Linked DNA regions of Macaca mulatta: region 1 is linked to region 2. Evidence: chromatin contacts called from public Hi-C data. All regions are on one chromosome and are shown on one strand. The core of a region is the stretch at or near the end of the contact, and the rest is flanking DNA. Distances in the headings are between cores, read along the strand shown.

Region 1 (2,700 bases), core at 88-2,587, 520 kb after region 2:
ATCATTGCACTCTCTAAGCTTCTTAAACGAATCATGCACTATTATGAAACCCTTGTCAATATTTTTTAAATTCCATGTTTTTGAATAATTATATTCAAAACATCCTTTTAAAAGAAAGACAACGAAACTTCACCTTCTCTGCTAGAAAACAGTGTGCCTTTAACGCAAATATGCAATAAAGATATGACTTAATAGAAATTGCATTGAAGTGTGACCCAGTTTTGCTCTCTGGGATTTTATAAAGCAACCTGAAATCTTCACATGCCACATGTTCCAGCCTCTTTAAGTTATCTATAGAACAAATGAATTTATCCCTGACAGCTAAATATAAATGTGCAACGCAAAATTGTATTTCCAAAGGTTTTCTGCAGACAAATGAACTCGTTTGTGAACATTATTTCATTTGATCTACTTTGGTTATGTAACAATCCCATAAATTTGCTAAAGGCATTACATTGCGAATGGAGACCAGGCATTTTTATAGAAACACTAAGGCAAATGTTAAATATTATACATTTTAAAAAACAAACTGTATAACGGCAATAAATTCTGAAATAATATGTAAGCTGGTCCCTTAACTTCTTTTCAAGCTGGTTCTTGTATTCAGTTTTTCTAGTAAATGGATGCAAATCAGGTGCATTGTGCTGGGGTGGGAAGGGGGAGATTTGTCCAGAAATGACCTCAGTTCTATTCATTAATAAAATGACAATGTTGGCCGAGAGCAGTGGAGAATGAAATATAACAAGAGTGAACTTTCCTCCATGTGACAGATGCACATAAGTGCTTTTTGGATAAAGCACTGTATGTAAAATGGCCACTGCAGCATAAAATCTGGAAACGTTAAAGGATGTTCTAAGACACAGATTGTTTGAAAAACCTGCAACTTCCATGGCAATGCACCCCTTATTCTCTGTTACCTTGTACAATTCTGAACCCCAACTTGGAGAAGCATGTATTCATTCATAAGAAGAGGGATCAGACAATATAAACAGAGGTTTGATGTTGTTAAGAATTTTTTTTTTAAGAAAGAGAAGATAATTTTTGCAAATTCAAAACAAAATAGAATTGTAACCGGAATCACTTTCAGTGACGGCAGACACCAATGGGGTAAAAAAAAAAAAAAAAAGGTAAAAGCCATCGGACAGAATGTAGCCACATTTTTGCATAGCGGTTTAAATTATGCCAGCAGAATAATTAATGGAAGGACCTAATATGGAAAGGGGGGGTGACAGGAAAGGGGGAAGGCTATGTTAAACAAAGTTCATTACTGCATGATGTAAATGAGTTTCTCACCAGTGATGTCACTGATTGGCTGAGCTGCAGAGCTGGCTTCGAGCATGGCCGGATTGGCTGCTAGCTCTTCTGGTGCCTGCCTGCTCGGGCAGCGGTTGAACCAGATACTTTCTGTCTCTCTTGTTGTCGTTTGAAGCAAATCTTGTTCAGCCCAGCTGTGTCTCCATAGTAGTGGCACCCTAAGAGAGAGTCTCCCTCCTGCTTCCCACAGCTCGTCTGTGAGGCGGTCGCTGCTGTGAAATACCAGCCCTTGGCACCAAGCCCAGACAGCGTTCTCAGATCCATCTATAACACACATACAAAAAGAAAAATAGGAAAAAAAAAGCAGTTCTTTCATCTGAATTGCATCCTAAGGAGGATTAAGAAGGCTTCTATTGCTACTGATTTGTGTTGCTTCAATTTGATGGTTAAAATAGTTTTTGAAATACAGTATCTTCTCATCTGCAGTAGAACACCATTGGTTAAAATTGGTTAAAAAGACGGGGGGAACCCCCCTCTCCCATGTTTACCTTGATTACAGAAAAATAATTCTTCATTTTCTTCCTAAGCACCGTAACTGATGTTTTTGGTCCCCTACCAGAATTTTAAACTCTCACCGGATTTCTAATTACAGCCGAGTCATTATTTTTCAGGTTAAGACAAGGGATCTTAATTAGCATTCTTTTTTAGCTATGCGAAATGAGACAGGGCATGAAACAGAAACGATCTATGGAGAGGCAGAGAGAGAGAAAGAAAAAAATCTGTGCAGCTTTTACAGTTGAGCCGACACCCCCTCCTTCCCCGCTCTCCCTCCACCCGCCTTGCAAAAAAGAATGCAGTCATATGAACTTTACCAGACAATGGAGTACCTACAGGCTCTCCCCTAGACAAGTCCTTTATAACCAGCCAGTGCTATGTGCTGCAGACAGTGGCCAATCGGCAGGCTCCTTTCTGCAGCCGGGACACAATAGGTGCATTGGCCACACTGTCTTCCTAGACCCTGACAGCAGTTCAGGTTCATTTATTGTACACTGGAAGGCACATATGTCTTTAATATTCACTGCGAAATTATCAGTGCGACTGCCTTTATTTCACCATAATTACATCAACCTAATTACCGCGCCCAAGCTGCAATAGCACTGTTTGCACAGAGTGGTGCATAGCCATGCATGCCGTAAAAATATGCATGGAAATGCTTGCTTATTTCAATAATAAAATCCGCCAATTTTCTTCCCACAGCTTCCTCCAGAATACTTCAGTGGAATATAGCCATCGCTTTTCCCCTTCAAAAGAAAAAAAGCATGTGTGTGTGTATAATATATATATATACACACACGTACATACATATACAAATAATACATATTATTTAAACATTTCTTCGTCATTTATTGGAGTGAAGTATGGGAGTAGAATCTAGTCACTACATAC
Region 2 (2,700 bases), core at 38-2,537:
GGCGAGGCAAAGCATCTGATGCTGACTCAGAGCGCTTCTGTGAGCAGGGGGTGGCAGCGGCTGGTATTTTCACTGCGCTCATCATTAACATTAACTCACAGTCTAGCATCCACCCTCTCCCAGACCTGCTGGACTGCAGCATTTGCATGACGCTGTCACTCTAGCCTTTGCAGGTCAGATGATGGAAGAAAAAAACAGAAAGAAAAGGAAAAAGCCTCAAGGCTGTCTCATAAGAAATGCCTTCATTTCTTCCAGGGTCTCCTCATTTTTTCCGCCTTTCTACTTCCTCCCTGGCTGTTTCTCAGTTGTTTGACATCTTTCCGGAAGAAACTGTCTTGTGCTTCATTGAGCCAGTCGCCAGCTGGTCCTCCCCTCACCTCACACTCCTGATCCCCACCCCTTTCCCCCGCTAATCAATAAGACGGATCTCCAAATGCAGTTGTGGAAACAGGCTCCGGCACAGTCTCATCCTGGATCCCCTACCTCAGGAAGCAGGCAGCCAGGCTCACACGTGATAGAGAGTAGTAATGCCAGCAATTCTTTAACAGCCCTAGACTGTATTCCATGCCTTCATTTTCCCCACCTTGGTCGAAGCAAGAGCAAAGGGGACTTTCCACTTCTATATGAAGCCCCCAGGCAGCCCAAGAGACACATGAGTGAGACCAATCTGTATAGATCAATCATTTCTATGTGATAATGAAAAAAAAAAACCCTATGATTTTAATAAAAGTAATTGCTTAATATTTTTATTAGCTGTGCTCTCATTTCACAGGAATTATAAGACCTGCCAGGATCTGAGTCATCAATATGATTTAAACTGTGTTGAAATCCTAAGTTGCTTAATAAAATCAACCAACAGAGATATTAGTATATTTTACTTTTTTTTAATTTAAGAACTTTTAAAATAATAACAAATAGCTGTGTGGCAGTGGATATGTAAAAGTCTTTGAGACTGAGACATGTTTGCAGCCTATAAATATGAACCATTGACCATATATGTTTAAATAAAATATGGATTCTTGTACATATGTGGAGACAACCTATTATATGTATTATTACAAAAGGAAGTAAAACATTTGACTGAACACAAATGTGTTTGTGCTACAGTGTTTCACAACACAAAAGGCAATATATAGGTATTTACTCAGTTCCTTTGTTCTTCAATTGCTCCCTTTAATGACAGAGTGTGGTAAACTGCCTACCTTTCCTTTCTACATGAACAGCATTTCTGAGTTACTTGCCAGACAGAGCTAGCCATCAGTGACTCTGCAGCATACAAGAAATACATACAAAGGGAAGCAAAGTACGGCAATTCTCAAGCCAACTCTAATGCTGTCTGGTGCTGTAGAAATTTCAGTTTATTCACACAGACAGATCCCAGCATGCAGTGCGGCACTGCAGGCTCAACTAAGGTAGCAGATTGGCAACAGATCTGTGGCAACAAACAAGAAGGACAACCATTCGCAGAGGTTCCAAAGAAAACATCACACAACCTATAAAGAGATAGAAGCATCGGTAGTAGGGTATGCATCTCTAAGATGAGTTCCTACAGGCTCCTGATTTGAAAGCAGAAGAATAAACCTCTCAAACGCAACAACAAAAATAGAAAAAGAAGTTGGCACCAGAAGGAAACAGAATTAAGAATATACTGTAATAAGAGAGAAAGGCAAGAAGGAAAATAATAACAGAGGGAAGAAGAAAGGGAAACACAGAAATGGGAAGAAGGAAAGGAAGAATGAAAAAGGGAGAGAAAGAAACAGATAGTGAAAAATCCCTAAGCATTGAAGCAACAATCAAATACGAAATTAAGTTTCTGACCTGGAAGAATAGGAATAGTATTCAACAAGCTTAGAATCTAATGAAAAACTAAAACAAAAATTAACGCATGTGCAGCATAGCTTAAAATACTTGCCATTAACATTGAGATTCCTGCTGACTTCTTCCTGTCCTATGTGGATTAAATAAATCGGTCATCTCTTAATCCCCCTTTGCTCAGACCTAACTTTTTTTTTTTTCTTTTTTAGCTCTTGGCATCTGTATCCTTTATGCTATTTATTTTTCTAGACAGTTGTCCACAATACTTTGGATAAATTAATGTCATGACCTTGCTATGGCTATCAGACATAAAATGTCGACTATTTTAATAATTGAACATGTGCTTACAGCAACTGCCTACTGATATCCCAGCTCTGTGGACTCCACACGAGCACTGCACTCCTAGCTCTGTGAATCAGAAACAACAAATGCAAATACAACTTTTTTTTCCCCCCTAATCCATGCTATCTCTCTATTACATACAGAGATAGACACACACACAGGCCTTAACTTTACAGAAGGCATAATGATATTAACTGAGGAGTTTAGAAAATCAAGAGGAATAAATATTTGCAAAAAAAAAAAAAAATCATACTTATAACTGAATGGCCACACATTTAAAATATTTATATCCAGATAGAGGTTAGCCAGGTCCGAGTACACAGGCTTCTGGTAGGATTTCCGTTAAGGCCAATGGGAATGCAGACTTGATGAAATCAATATTTATTTGAAAGAAGATGTTGTAATCAATGAGTTCAATTACCACTGTCATATACACAGGTTTAAGGTCTCTTCTAATTCTTAGCATCTTATCATCAACACAAAAGCATCCCTAAATCAGAGTTTATACTTTGACTGTGGCTAAAATATTTACAAAGTAAAATT

The links. Hi-C and Micro-C count contacts between places; a contact is called where the count stands out from the background.
Region 1: a contact with region 2 is called in a Hi-C map of fetal cortical plate, with 2.3 times the contacts expected there. The contact joins two enhancer-like sites. A contact is called at or near these places in 2 of 14 Hi-C or Micro-C datasets (fetal cortex germinal zone and fetal cortical plate).

Annotation. Positions count from the first base shown.
Region 1 is chr3:31,649,399-31,652,098 of T2T-MMU8v2.0, forward strand. No RefSeq gene overlaps it. Among named protein-coding and RNA genes, the nearest start is that of USP25, 330 kb to the right of the region's middle. Within about 2 kb of position 1,338, at least 19 of the 40 cell types and tissues checked have an H3K27ac peak or open chromatin away from gene starts, as enhancers often do. A contact at or near this core is called in fetal cortical plate, where this site is marked.
Region 2 is chr3:31,130,759-31,133,458 of T2T-MMU8v2.0, forward strand. The region is part of intron 4 of LOC114676844; the gene reads right to left. Among named protein-coding and RNA genes, the nearest start is that of MIR125B-2, 3.0 kb to the left of the region's middle. Within about 2 kb of position 1,288, at least 9 of the 40 cell types and tissues checked have an H3K27ac peak or open chromatin away from gene starts, as enhancers often do. A contact at or near this core is called in fetal cortical plate, where this site is marked.